Regions from separate parts of the Zea mays genome. Here region 2 is linked to region 1. Evidence: chromatin contacts called from public Hi-C data. All regions are on one chromosome and are shown on one strand. The core of a region is the stretch at or near the end of the contact, and the rest is flanking DNA. Distances in the headings are between cores, read along the strand shown. Region 1 holds the start of LOC100284954. Region 2 holds the start of LOC100274676.

Region 1 (7,554 bases), core at 2,050-4,549:
TCTTAGCCTGAGTCCGAGCCCTGGGGTCGGGCGGAGCGGAGTTCGCCGTCTTCCGGGTCTTAGCCCGAGTCCGAGCCCTGGGGTCGGGCGGAGCGGAGTTCGCCGTCTTCCGGGTCTTAGCCCGAGTCCGAGCCCTGGGGTCGGGCGGAGCGGAGTTCGCCGTCTTCCGGGTCTTAGCCCGAGTCCGAGCCCTGGGGTCGAGCGGAGCGGAGTTCGCCGTCTTCCGGGTCTTAGCCCGAGTCCGAGCCCTGGGGTCGGGCGGAGCGGAGTTCTCTTTGGCGCCCCTGGCGAGGCCTGACTGCCTGTCAGACTCACTCTATCGAGTGGCACTGCAGTCGGAGTGGCGCAGGCGGCGCTGTCCTTCTGTCAGACCGGTCAGTGGAGCAGCGGAGTGACGGCGGTAACTTCGGCTCTGCCGGGGGGCGCGCGTCAGGATAGAGGTGTCAGGCCACCTTTGCGTTAAATGCCCCTGCAACTCGGTCAGTCGGTGCGGCGATTTAGTCAGGGTTGCTTCTTAGCGAAGCCAAGGCCTCGGGCGAGCCGGAGATGTGTCCGCCGTTAAAAGGGGGGCCTCGGGCGAGACGGAAGTCCCTCGAGGTCGGCTGCCCGAGTCCGAGGCTAGGCTCGGGTGAAGCGTGATCGAGTCACTCGTATGGACTGATCCCTGACTTAATCGCACCCATCAGGCCTCTGCAGCTTTATGCTGATGGGGGTTACCAGCTGAGAATTAGGCGTCTTGAGGGTACCCCTAATTATGGTCCCCGACACATAGCGACAAACATTTGTTGATGGAGTGAGTAGAACGAATGCAATTTCAACTTTGGTCTAGGTCAGGATATCTTAAGATGGACCAATTTTTATAAAAAAATATATATTATATATAATACTGAAATGGTAGTTTGCGTCTAATTAAATCTAGAATTACATTTTTCTAGTACAAAGGCTTACGTACGGTAGTGCTATTTTCTCATGAGCTCACTAGACTGCCTCAAACGGATCTGGCTTCTTCCTGCTTTGCGTAGAGTCGGAACCAGTGAAGCAAAAGTTAGGTCTGGTTCGTTTGTGTCGGATTATACTCGGAATCGTTCCACTTAATCCAAGTTTATATAAATTAGAGAAGCAATTCGGTTAGGAATCGTTCCGATCCACTAATCCGGTAGAAACGAACAAGACCTTAATAGTTTCGTGAGCTCTTAATTTATTTTAAGATAAGATATGGTAAAGATAAAGCTGAAATTGGAACCGGATCGGAGCCGACCAAAGCTCCACAGCAGTACTCTCGAAAGGACAAGGGACACAACAGTATGGCTTTCGCTTCATCACTTCACTAGTTCTAGTAGTTCCAGCGCTCGTGCCTGAAGTTTAAATGGGGGTGGTGGTGTCCTCTACAGCAGCAGTGCACACCTACCGTGAGAGAACTGAAGAAGATGTACTAGTGCTGGCTAACGCATCTATACGCACCAACGTCCCCCCGTTGTTTGAATAGGTATCGACATTATGATCCGCTCAAATGCGGCATCCTCCGCGTGCTTCGACGTCTTTGATTGCATTGAAAACTTTTGAGACCCATGCTCGGATCAAAAGGTTCTCAAAAGAATCTATAAAGAATGAATTCAAAAAAAGGGATTCGTATATATCATAGTGTTTAAACTCGCTCTTAGTTTGCTATTGTTTGGATTGGTTCTATATAGGACATAATGACTTAAAAAAGAAAAATTATGCTCAAACATTGAACCATCTGGCACTCCAAAATCTCGCGGATGGAACCGCTCTCTAGCATGCAGCCCCTCAATCCCAACTAGATTTGGAACCAAACACTAACTAGCTAAGTTTCTTTTCAAAGGCAAGGAAATCAGAGTATGCCCCATTTTAATCCTTGGAGATTAATTTAGGCAAAGATCAATTAAGCTAATATAATTTTATGCAAAATATATTTGTATACGATTATTAGCAATATATACGTTTTATAAGTTACAGAGTAAAAATATATTATGTTGATACATAAAATCATTTCCAACACTTCACCCCATGAAAAAACTACTTTACATGGGGTGAAGTCCAAAACACATTTCGCATATAAACATAGGAAATTATAGGAGCTAAAATTATTTCCAATACTTCACCCTATGAGTTTTGGGAAGTGGTGGAATATCAAATTTCAAGTCAAATAGACTACTCACTCCGTTCTTTTTTATTTGTCGCAGTTTAGTTTAAAAATGTATTAGAGTGTGACAAATATTCGAGAACGGAAGTAATATTTTATTAAGTAAATTATAATTTCTCAAAAATGAATAGATCTTTTCTACATGAAGGAAATTTTGCTCACTCAGTCGCTCTCTTGCTATGCTATCTCAAGTTTTTGTACTAATTTTTCCATTAACAGACGGATCAAAATATCTATTCCCGTGTTTTGGAATCCTATAATTTCTCACTAACTCATCCCATGATCCCATCTCATATTCTTGTGTTTTTCCTTTTTTCCCCTCTATTTTTGTACTCCTTTGTAACGTGTGAACACATTTCCTATGCGTGGAGTTGTAATAGCGTCACAGTCATAAAAGCGATGACAGTAGTAATGTAGTATGTCAATATGTTCTTCGTACATTTCCTATGTAGGGTTGCAAGAAAGTGAGAACGGATGTGTGAGAGAGGCCACAAATCATATTCATATACTACATCCGTTTTTAAATATTTGTTGACCGCTGGTTAATTTTTAAAATACAAAAATAGAGAGTATTTAGCAAGAATGCAAGACGCAGACCTGCACGTAGAGCAGCGGCGAGAAGAAGAGCTCCGGCCCGATCACCTTGTCGTAGGCCAGCGCCTTGCACAGCCCGCCGCGCTCCGCCTCCGCCTCCAGCCACTGCTCCACGGTGGCGCCGCAGGTGACCTCCACGATGCGCACGCCGCAGTCGTTGCACCGCACGTAGGGCCGCCCCACCGCCGCCGCGGCGGCCTCTTCGCCCTCGGCCGCTTGACGCCGCCGGAGCCGGCCGCTGACGGGGAAGTACATGTCCAGCCACGGGAACATGGGCTCTTTCAGCTCCCGGATGGTGAGCGGAGGCGCTGCGACGCCGGTCGGCGCGCGGAACACGTGCACCGCGCGTACGTAATGCAGCTTGTGGAGCAAGTCGGCGTCCGCGAGCTCGTAGTTCACCTCCTCCCCGGTCACCGAGCTCGGCACCACGGTCGAAAGCTGGTGGCCGTGCACGGCCATGCTGCTGCCGGTGCCGGCCACGCCGACGGCCGCCAGCGTGCTCCCTGAGTTGGCCTCCACAACCATGGCGCGCGCGAGCTGAGATCCAAGAACGTATGTTTGTGCAGCTGGCTGTGTGTGTGCCACTGCCGCGTGTATATACGTTTGAAACTTGCTGAGCTGGAGCTTAATAAAGGAAGTTGAGCGAGGGTGCAAACTAGTACTACCATGGAATGAAAGCATCGGTGTACTCAACTACTGATCCATTATTGAATGCAATTCAATACGGAGCCGATCCGGGAATTTTCGATAATTTTCTTCCCATCCAAGTACAAAAATGGCCCTTTGGCAGGCCCAAGTGCCTTCAGATCGACATGACTCTGGCTTCGGCTCGCTTCTCTGCTCCTATAAACCACACATTAATCACAAGCACATGTTTCGACATTGGTCCTTCATCGTCATTTTTACAAATAAAACTTCCACTCCCTCTCAAAGCAATCGTGGAACGCGCGCAAAGCACGTAGATCTGCTTCTCTCTTATATATCATCAAATAACTAGATAAGATAAATCTTACATCTTACATATACAACCAACTATGTAACCACCACGACATTTTCTCCTTGCTGTTACCGTCGTATATTAGCCGCCAACTTCCCAGACTCATGAGCGCTTCTTCCTCTTCGGTGTTGTCGTCGTATATTAACCCGTAACTTCTCATCTCTCTCCTAGCCTTCGACTCCCTAGCCACAAGCCGCCACACTCCACCCGTGGCGCTGTTTTTACCTTCCCTCGTCGGTGGTTGCTGACAAAAAAATATGAGATATTAAGATCAATATATTGTTCATTTTTATATAATCGTTATGCATTAATATTTATCGAATATTTCTGTGTCATCAAAAGTATCAGGTAGATAGTTTCTATGGGGTGTAGTATTGGGGGTCTTCTTCTCCGTCGAAGGTCCTCAAGACATAAACACCTTCGGCAAACTGCCACAAGAAGTCCGCCCTCCTTATTGTCGGCGTTTCGACCCCGGGGGGTCCCTGGACCGACGAGTAAATTTGTCGCTGCGTGTCCCAGCCCAGATTGGTTGGCGCGAGATGGAACACAAGAGGGAAAACGCGGCTCGTATTATCTCGCACCAGGGGGTGTGCTCGTAGTAGGGGTTACAAGCGTTCGCGAGAGAGAGAGAGTAAGCCTGTTCGTTAGCTCGTTCTCCCGCGCGACCTTCCCGCATGTAGGCCCTGGACCTCCCTTTTATAGATGCAAGGAGAGGGTCCAGATGTACAGTAGGGGTGTAGCTAGGCGCTAACGTGTCTGGCAGGGAAGTGCCTGAGCCCTGTGTACATGCCAACGTGGCTGACAGAGAAGTGCTTGAGCCCTGCGTAGGCGAAAACGTGGCCGTCAGAGAAGTGCTTGAGCCCTGTAGAAGCACAGCTGTCGGTGCTGCTGGGATCTTGCTGACGTCTCCCTGCTTCCGTAGGGGGCTGAGAACCACCGTTGTCATGGACGCACGCGGGGAGCCATCATTACTTGTTACCGGGGCGAGCCAGATGGGACGCCGGTCTTGTTCCCCCGTAGCCTGAGCTAGCTAGGGGTAGGGTAATGATGTATCCTCCACGGCGCGGTCGGTCCGAGCCCAAGGTCGGGCGAAGCGGAGACTTCTCCTGAGGCCGAGGCCGGGGTCGGGTGAGGACGCGATTCCTCCCGAGGCCGAGGTTGAGGCCGAGCCCTAGGGTCGGGCAAGGCGGAGACCACCTTCTGAGGCCGAGGTTGAGGCCGAGCCCTAGGGTCGGACGAGGCGGAGACCTCCTTCCGAGGCCGGGGCCTAAGGCCGGGCGAGGCGGAGCTTCCTGTTGCACCCGAGGCTGAACTTGGCTGTTGTCAGCCTCACCCTGGCGGGTGGCACAGCAGTCGGAGAGGGGCGAGCGACGCTGTTTTCCTGTTAGGTCGGTCAGCGAAAGGTCGAAGTGACCGACCTTGCCGACTGAGGCACGTGTGTCAGGATGTCAGGCGATCCTCGCATTGAATGCGCCTGCGATACGGTCGGTTGGAGAGGCGATTTGGCCAAGGTTGCTTCTTGACGAAGCCTGCTCGAGTTGAGCCTCGGGCGTGCCGAGGGTGCGCCCACTGCCTGAGGAGGCCCTTGGGCGAGACATAACTTCATCCGGGACTACAGTTCCCGCCCGAGGCTGGGCTCGGGCGAGGCGAGATCGCGTCCCTTGGGTAGACGAAGCCTTGACCTGAATCGTGCCCATCAGTCTCTGCAGCTTGTGTTGATGGGGGTTACCAGCCGTGTTTAGGAGTGTTGGCGGTACCCCTAATTACGGTACCCGACAGTAGCCCCCGAGCCTCGAAGGGAGTGTTGGTACTCGCTTGGAGGCTTTGCCGCATTTTTTGCGAGGGGACTGGCCTTTCTCAGTTATACTTTGTTCCTGTGGGTGGGTGCGCGCGAGCGCACCCGCTGGGTGTAGCCCCCGAGGCCTCGGAGCAGTGGTTTGACTCCTCTGAGGTCTTAACGCCTTTCGTGATGCCTTGGCCGGCCTGGTTGTTCCCTCATGCGACCTGATTGTAGCCCGGGTGCATGGTCAGGTTTCGAGTTTTTAGGCTGGTTTGTTGACGCTGTTAACGGTTTGGCCGTAGCCGGGTTACGAGAGCAGCCCCCGAGCCTCTGCACGGAGCGAGAGGACGATCAAGGACTGTCTCGACTTTTATTATACGCCCCTTCGTCGCCTTTCCGCAAGGAGGAAGGGGGGGAAAGCGCCATGTTGCCCTCGGAGGGCGCCGAACATGGTGTCTCCAGTGAGTTGCTAACGGGTGATCCGAGTGGACGCCCGTGCCCCATTCGATAAGGGTCGGCTAGTGGCCCAGAGGCGCGCTCCAAAAGTACCTGCAGGTGATTTGCCGGACCCGGGCCCGTTCGATTGGGTCCGAGGGCTTGATGCCTCCCTCTGATGGGATTCCGTTACAAAATCGCTCCTGCTGGTCTCGGAAATGTCCTAGGGTACCTCGGGATCGTAGCCCGAGCCTCGGCCATGTAACGGACGTACCCAGAGTCATCCCTCGCTCTGCGTGCTCTGGGCGGCTGTCGAACCCTTCCGAGGGGTCAGCCTTCGAACCCCTGATCAGTAGTGGGCGCGGAGCCCGAGTGCTCTGAGGCGGCTGTCGAACCCTTCCGAGGGGCTAGCCTTCGAACCCCTGATCAGTAATGAGCTTGAAGCCCGAGTGCTCTGGGGCGGCTGTCGAACCCTTTCGAGGAGCCAGTCTTCGAACCCCTGATCAGTAGGAGGGCTTGGAGCCCGCTTCCTTCGCGGAGAAGGATCCCTTTTGAAATATCCCCTTTCCCGGTCCCTGTAGCAAGAGAGAGAAAGGGGAAGAGGAAAAGGATATGAATTTAAACGGTGTGGCGCACCTTTTTTGACGCGGTCATCATGGCGGAGGTGAAACGACGCCCGCTTCGCTTGCCAAAGGTGTCGCTTGCCACTCCGAGGAGTTAATGCGACGGGACGGGCGGTTCGTGGGGCGGCCGTTGTGCGTGCTCGAGTCGTTCGAGGAATGGAACACGGGCGTGTCGTCTTCACGTCGTGGGAGAGGGCTCCCCTGCCGCTTCAGGAGGGGACGCGAGCCTGCAGGCGATTTGACCGCTGCTTCCGCTTGTCTGCTGCCGCCATTACTACCGGTCCACTTTTGGCCATATCAACCGTCGCGCCTCCTCCCGCGGCTGACTGACCTGTGATCGTTGTGCTCGATTGGCACTGTTGGGCCATGCACAGGGTTGCCTCGAGTCGCGGCACCGGTTCCACAATCGAGAAGGCGTGGCATTGGCGCAAGTGGCGGTGCGGTTTCTTGCACGTAGTAACCGGCACGCCGGTTACATGACGTGTGGGCCTGGGCCTCCATGCTGGATGCGACGAAGCCGAAGGGGTGCGCCACTGCGGTGCGGTTGCACGCCACCTGCATGGCGGTCCGCCCTTTGGACCGCTGGTTTCGGCGAGGATGGAGGAGTGCTTGTAACCGCGAGGCGGTTACATGCTCCGCGTGCGGCGGTTTGGCTTCTTCCGTTTCGGGTTAGCTTCCTGAGAGCACCTAGAGGGGGGGGGGGGTGAATAGGTGATCCTGTGAAAACTTAAACTTATAGCCACAAAAAACTTTGTTAAGTGTTAGCACAATAATTGCCAAGTGGCTAGAGAGGAGTCTCAACAAAACACAATACCACAAGAGATCAAACACAGAGATGACACAGTGGTTTATCCCGTGGTTCGGCCAAGACCAACGCTTGCCTACTCCACGTTGTGGCGTCCCAATGGACGAGGGTTGCAATCAACCCCTCTCAAGCGGTCCAAAGACCAGCTTGAATACC
Region 2 (7,554 bases), core at 2,791-5,290, 130 kb after region 1:
CGAAGACCCACCTCCTCGCCAGACCTATCAAAAGAGGCAGTCCGCGCGCCGAGCTCGCGGTACGCATCCACGAACATCGTGTGCGCCCGTTCAACCCCAGCGCGGGTGGAGGCCTCCATCTTCTTGGTGTAGCTGCACAAGCTCTTCAGCCCCGACTCGACGTCTGCGGCATGCTTAAGGGCGAGGCTGGCCTCAGCGCGCGCGGCGTCAGCCTCAGTGCAGGCAGCCTGGCCCTCCGCGCAAGCCTTTTCCGCGCCTTCCCTCTCCTCCGCAAGCCGACGACTGAGGTCTTCTTTCTCTGTCTCCACCACCATTAGCTTCTCAAGCAAGTTGCGGCTCTTGTTCTCCACCGTCGACTTGTCCTTGACTGCCTCCGTATGTTGCGTCCGGTGGCGCTCGATTCTCCCCTCAAGTTGCCGCCTCTCAGCAAAAAACTCCGAGGTCAGCGCCCCCGAAGCAATGCGTTCGGTGAAGGCGGTCGCCTGTCACAAAGATTGTCAAAGCAGAACTACGAACACAGCACAACTGCAAGCGCTAGTCACACACACATATTTCGCAGCGGCAACCAAGGTAATCTCGCCGCCGGCGCAAAACTTAGACCACGGGTCCTCCGAGGCCCCCATGTCACCCTTCGTCCCGGTCGCCGCGGCCACCGGGCCAGTAGACACCGCCACTGGAACAACAGCCAGTTTCCTAGACTCTGCCCCTACACCATGGTCAAGTCAGAAACACAGAATTCGTAAAAAAAAAAGAACTCACCAACAGGAGCCAGACCCGTCTGGGCGTCAAACATGGCGACCCCCACCAGGTAGTCGTCCATAGAAAGCTCCATGGAGACTCCTTCAGCCCCCGCCACCGCCGCCTCAGCAGCGCGTGGTGGCGAGGGGGGCCTCCGCTCTGCGACAGGCACGGCAGGCGGAGGCATACCGGCGTTGGGGGCGGAGGGCTTTGCGCTCGGCCACACCATCTTCACCTCACGCCTCGGGTCCGCCAACCTAACGTGAGCCCGACGCTTCTTCCGCTGCGCATCTTGGCAATCCTTCTCCATCACTGCCGATACAACAGCACCAACATTCCTTCTGTAAGGGAAAATCTTCATGTCACGAGCTAATCGAGACGTAAATATGTCTTCATCGGCCGCCCGGGGTATCGGAACGTTCCTAGGCCAGCGAACCCTGGTAACCTTCAGCATTCGTGTAGAAGATTCCCGAAGCTCGAGCGAAGACATCGTTTCCCCGGGAGCTGTGCACGTCTCCAGCAAATCCACAACAAAATGATCGGAAGCCCTCAACCCCAAATCCTCAGCTGCTGTACCTAATTTTCTTTTCCTAGCGGTCGCACCCGAAGCCTTGTGCCGTGAGGGGCCTTCATCGACCGTTGACATTGTATGTTTTCCCCGGCGGCCAACAACGTCTGCACAGTCCTCCCGGGTAACCACCATACGGCAAATGGTTTAACTCAAAAACACGGTTCAGCCTAACGTTTGAACCGCGAATATCCCAACTCCTTAAAGTTTCCGTCTTTAGCACATACTTCCTAACAATTTTCACGGCCTCGACCTCGATATCACGCACAAACGCGGCTGCGTCACGACCGCGAAGATCCACGGCGAAGATTGGACTTCGCACCATCTGGCCGCCCAGGGTAGGCATCCGGCGGGGGGGTCACTTCGCCTAATGTCCAACCATGTGCCAAGGGCCACACCCCGTAGGCAATGAATTCCTCCACCAGGTCACGCCCCGCTACCTAGGCGGGCCGCATATCGGAGGGCCCCTTCGTCTCTGTCTTCTTTCGCCACCTTGAATCGAGGAAACTCCACATTACAATGTGAGCACAGGATGGCAGGAGGCAGACTCGACAAGCCTTCGACATCCCCGGGGGCCACATAGAACCAAAAGTCCCACAGTTGCCCCACTTATTCCTAGCATAGAGGACTATCTCGACAACCTCAGCCAAGGTCTTCCCAGTCCTCGGGGTGAAGGTGCATGATCCAAATTGGGCTATCTTATTACCTATCTTTCTCTTCTGCCAGTGCAAGCAATAATTCTTGGCAAAAACCTCCACAGATGACTGTCCGCTGTAGGAGGAGACTGCCCAAACATACTTCGCAAGCGCCACCACTGCGTTCGGCGTCAACTAGTGGACTTGCACCTCAAACCTTCGCAACACCTCCACTACGAACCGATGCATCGTGAGGCAAAGACCGACAGTGAAAAAGGCCTAAAAACTATCAACTCGCCCTCCGGCTCGGGGACCTCTTTCGCACCTGGGGCCCACCCGACACCGTTACCAAAGTAACCCAGCCGCTGCATCTCCAGCACGCGGGCCGAGAAAATCCTTGAGGTGCCAAACTCCACGGTGTGGCCGGGCTGCAACTCAACCACTGCCAAGTCGCTCAAGGTCTCCTCGGACAACGGCGTGGCCGGCGACGCACTCGCAGCAGACGAGGAAGAAGACATTGCAACGTACCGTTAACGACGGCACACAGTTTGCTTGATACGGGCTAGATCTCCGGCGCAGAATGAGCAAGGAGGGCAAGCGAGCAACTGTAAAAGCTAGGGTTTCTGCAACGCAAACTCAAGCAGGTAGCGGTCTCGGTCGAGGTCGGGTTTTTATAGGCGCGGAGCGACGCCTCGAAAAACCCGCAGTCCAACAGTAACACGTCCATCAACGGTCACATTTCAAAAACCCCCACGGGACCACTTCGAGTGAGGGCAGCGTTTTCACCATCTCACGGTAGTCTTCGACACCAGCTGACTTGGTCGAACTGGCCCCTCGGAGGGCAAATGTTGGGGCGAAGGCGAACACGCCACCCTTCGCTCGACGACACCTACCTCGCAACCGCACAGACGAAGGCCGCTCCTGCAGGCCCCGCCGGACAGATCGCGGACACCGTCCATACGAAGGCCTGTTCGGCCCCCTTCGCTCCAATGGGTCTTCAATGGGGCTCTATGCACTCAACAACGGTAGGGGGCAGGGGCTCGAGCCCCGCTCACCCCACCGCTACATGTCCCTGTACAAGGGAGAATAACATGCCTACACTACACTTAACGATTATGGAAACTGATGCTTTATAACAGTAGAGATTTGCTGTCTCTATGAATTACAGCTGCAACAGTTTAAACAGTAGGCTTTAATCCGAAGCGATTATATAGTGGTATAGATATAGACGAGAGTTCTTCAAGCGGATTTTTTTACCATGTGGGTTAGAGAGTTGCACATGAAAATTCTTTTATTTTCAACTATTTTAATTGTGCGTGGTCGCAACATACTAACACTGTTTCCACCGTCCCTGGCAAATAGTTATTAGTAGTTATTAGTTCCAAACCTATGTTCAGACCCACATAGCCAACAAAACACATGTGTCTTTGTGTTTTATTTTTTATATTAAAAAATTAAATGAAAATCGTACCAACGTACATACATTTTACTAATATATATACTGTTGAAATATTATATAAAAAACGCGAGGGTTATCCCGCCCGGTCAATCAAACTATGGCTATAGCCTATTGATGTGTACACGTAGCAGGTGTACAACTGCTGTAACAGCACTGCAGTAGTCCTACTTTACTACAGTAGGAGAATAGGAGTAAAGCGAACAGGCTTTTTCACTCGTTCTTTTCTTTATCTATGGCAGGACAGTTCCACCTCCACCTCCAAGTGCTTCCTTGTTTTGGCGAAAAAAAGAGCAGAAGCACAGAAAATAGGGGGGAAATTAAGAAGCGTAGAAAACGGAAAATAACCCTTGAGCTGACATGTGGGTGTGGCTGGACGTAGTACAGTTGTACTTGTACGGTTGATCCTCGAGATGCGCTGTGCAGCCTGGGCTATCTTTTCTACTGCGCAGTGGGCCTCCACCATCCTTGGTCCACGCTTCCTCTCCGGCCCACCACGGGCTGCTGCTGCCTGCCTCTGCGTCTGCTAGTCTGCAACTGCAACCACAGCTCTGACCTCTCCTCTACGGCTCTACCAGACTCCAAAAGTCCCAAGTCCCAGCATCCCTCCCCCGTGGCGTTGGCGTGCCCCGTCCCCTCGTCCCCGTCTCGGTCTCAAAAGCCTCGCACACCAGTGCACCACCACCACGGGCCACGGCACCATCTCCAGACTCCCGAGGGGACCATCACCGCCGCCTGCCCTTCCTTCTCCCACCTGCACCGCCGCCTCCAATTCCCGCCCGCCCCACTGCCATTGTGCGCCCCCGGAATGGCGTCACGCGGAGGAGATCCGGTAAGCTCCGGCCTGATTTTCAACTCTCTCCTCCCACATCTTCTCCTGGGGCGGAGCATTTGAATCGAACCCCCCAAAATCGCCCTCCCTCGAACGGTAGCCCCCAATCCGTACAGATTGTGGCCGATAGATTGGTTGACTCACGTGCCCTGCGCTCGCTCGCTTTGGGGGTGCTAACCTAATCGGTGACCCTCCTGTACCTCGATTGGGGCCTCGTTCTCCTCAGCATTGACCTCAGCGGTTTCCTTTTAGACAATGCTGCTGGTTTGCTGGTTGTTTCCACCATTCACGAGCGTGTACCTGTGCCCGAGACGCCGAAGTGATGTTCCCCCACTTTTTGGTATGTTGTGCAGGTAAACCAACTCTAGCTGAAGTGACGAGTGGCAGCATTGTTCAACCGTGCGGCTTCTGCTTGGCTGGTAGGTGAATGCCGTTCGATTATAAATTGTTCCTGTATAGCGTTTCACCTGCCTGTATTCTTCTAGCGCCTATTGATAAAACTGTTATTTAGCTTGTTTGGTTGCGTCTGGATTAAAGTGGATTAGAGAGGATTCTATTCAATTTCGATTAGTGAGGGATTTAATCCCCCTCAATCCACTTCGATCCAGACGCAACCGAACACGGCCTAATGCGTGTCCATACCATGTGATCTTCTTGACAAGTTCAGTTATGAAGCCTTCATAAGGCAACCCATATGTTCCTGTGGTGCTTCCATATTTGAGTGAGTACAGTACACGATGCCTTTCCCTGAGTCTGCCCAATCTTTTTCAGTCCTCTTGATTCCCTTGTTGCGATGTTAGGGTGCGTTTGGTTGCCGGACAGTCAGGACAGAGACGTTCCTTGACGTCCTCTCTCATCCCTCCAATTTTCAGGAATAACTGGGGACAACATTGAGATAGTTCTGTCTCAACCCTTGACTCTGAACCAAACAACCTTATTTGAAAGATCGTCTCATCCCGTCCCGTCCTGTCATTGCAACCAAACACACTTAAGCAATATGGTAGGTCAGATCCTCATAGGAACATGTTGATGCAATTAAAACCAAACTTTTTTTACATCTAAACATAAATATTTAGAACTTGAGATCACAAACCTGTGTAATAACAAAAAACTATGATTTGGGTTGACTTGGAAGTTTTGGAAATTATATTTGCAAAATCTGGCATTTCTGGTAACTTAAAATATGCCTTGAAAATAAAAGTTACGCAACCTAGGGCCCAACTAGAGTCTATATTAGCTATGTAGCTACTCACTTGTTGCTTGGTGATTATATGAGCATTGTGAAGTGAGTAACTCAAGGCTGGTTGTAATTGCATACAAATATGCCATCTATGGGCTATGGCTGCTGCCCACACAAGCTAGTTGGACACCTGGGTACTCTGTTGTCACTCTAGGTGCTAGGTGCCAAAACGCTGCCGCCTAGGACACCTTTCCTGCCTAATAGAACACTGGTCGATCGATTAAGTCTTTCCATCGCTGAAGCAATAAGAGTTCCTTTCCCGAACGAACTCTCAAAAGCTTGTCTCCATTGTTTGCATGTTGTGCGAAAGTCTCCCAAGATTGGCAGTTGTGGTGTTGAGGATCCATAATCCCTGAAAGGCTGCCAAGGTGATGAGAATATCTAAACCCTAAAGGCAGTGCAAGAGTGGAAAAAATATGAGGGATCCATAATCCCTCATATTTTTTCCACTCTTCATTCTTTCCAACCTGTGATGTGCTATTTTTTTGCAGCACCTAATCCCTCAGTTCATTTTCCACTCTTCATTCTTTTTTAATCTGTGCTACTTTCATTTGAGCCATGTTATCGTAAATGTTCAAATGGACTAAACAATCACCTAGCGTCTATCAATTTATTCAAGCTAAAAGTCCATTTAAACGGACTAAACAGGATCAACAAGCCATTGTGTAGAGGTGTGTAAATGGGCTAAACGGCCGTGTAGGCGACAGTTTTGAGGCCAGCGTTTGAAATTGTAATCTGTTGAGCTGTTAGTTGCTTAGCTTTTAGGATCTCTTGAAACTTGGTAATGCTTTATGTTGCAAAATCTTGGAATTAATTTTTAAATAGCAATTATCGATTGTTATGGAAAATATCCAACAATGTGATTACTGAATTGAGGTATGAGCTAGTGAGAATTCACCCATGCCTAGTTTTGGTGATCCTATCATGTTTAGGGTAATGTGTGATGTTGTATAAATAGGAAGTCCTAGTCTATGCATATGTAGTTATGTCAGTGAAATTAAATATTACTTTATGAAATTCCTTTCAAGGCAATGATTCTATAACAGCAGAGCTGTTGGGTGAATTTATATAAACATTGTAGATGTGCCTCATAAGTTTCAAATTTGTAGAAACTAGAAACGAGATAGATGTACCTCATAAAGTGATGTATCATTGAAGATTTGAAGAGAATCTAGCTTCAGTTTTAAAACAGCGTCTAGGCAACATGTCATTTGTGTGGTATCCACCCAGTTTTGTCGCTCGGTCCGTGCCCTACAGTGTGACAATGGCCGCGAGTTCGACAACCACGTCTCCCGTTCTTTCTTTTTCACTCATGGCGTCCAGTTGCGTCTCTCGTGCCCCTACACCTCTGCCCAGAACGGTCGGGCCGAACGCACGATTCGCACCACCACCAATATGATTCGCTGCCTTCTCTTCCAGGCAACTCTCCCTGCCAGCTACTGGGCAGAGGCCCTGCACACCGCTACACACCTCCTCAACCGTCTTCTGTCGAAGGCGGTGAGCCACCCTACTCCCCACTTCGCCCTGTACGACACAACCCCCTCCTATGACCATCTTCGCATGTTCGGTTGTGCCTGCTATCTTAACACTTCTGCCACTACTCCTCATAAGCTATCTTCTCGCTCCACTCGCTGCCTCTTCCTTAGCTACTCCCCTGACCAAAAGGGGTATCATTGACTTGACCTCGTCTCCCACCGCATCATCATCTCACGTCACGTCGTCGTAGACGAAGATGTGTTTCCCCTTGCTGGCTCCTCCCCACCCACCGATCTGGACTCCCTCCTTGAGTCTGATCCGGTTCCCCCTCCAGCCCAGGCACCCTGCCTTGCGCCGTTGCTCGCACCATGTGCGGTCTCGACGCCTCCGCTCTCGCCTATTCCCGTGCCATGCGTGGCCGCGTCGACCCCACCTACGCCACACGTGGCCCCGTCGACCCTGCCTGCGCCACGCGACGCCCCGTCGATCCCGCCTGCGCCACACACAGCCCCATCGACCACACCTACGCCATTCGCGACCCCATCGACGAGCGCGAGCCGCTTTGCCGACCCCACCCACGTCTACCACCGCAGTGGGCGCGCCACTCCC

Evidence for each region. A called contact is a pair of places that touch in the nucleus more often than the background predicts.
Region 2: a Hi-C map of ear shows a contact between it and region 1, with 2.7 times the contacts expected there. The contact joins the promoter of LOC100274676 here to the promoter of LOC100284954 in region 1. A contact is called at or near these places in 2 of 25 Hi-C or Micro-C datasets (ear and tassel).

What each region holds. Positions count from the first base shown.
Region 1 is chr10:65,892,671-65,900,224 of Zm-B73-REFERENCE-NAM-5.0, forward strand. It overlaps LOC100284954, which reads right to left and starts at 3,300. Exons shown (of 2, transcript NM_001372153.1): 1 at 2,762-3,300. The coding sequence starts at 3,283.
Region 2 is chr10:66,022,936-66,030,489 of Zm-B73-REFERENCE-NAM-5.0, forward strand. LOC100274676 reads left to right here and starts at 4,041. Exons shown (of 5, transcript NM_001148996.2): 1 at 4,041-4,229; 2 at 4,583-4,648.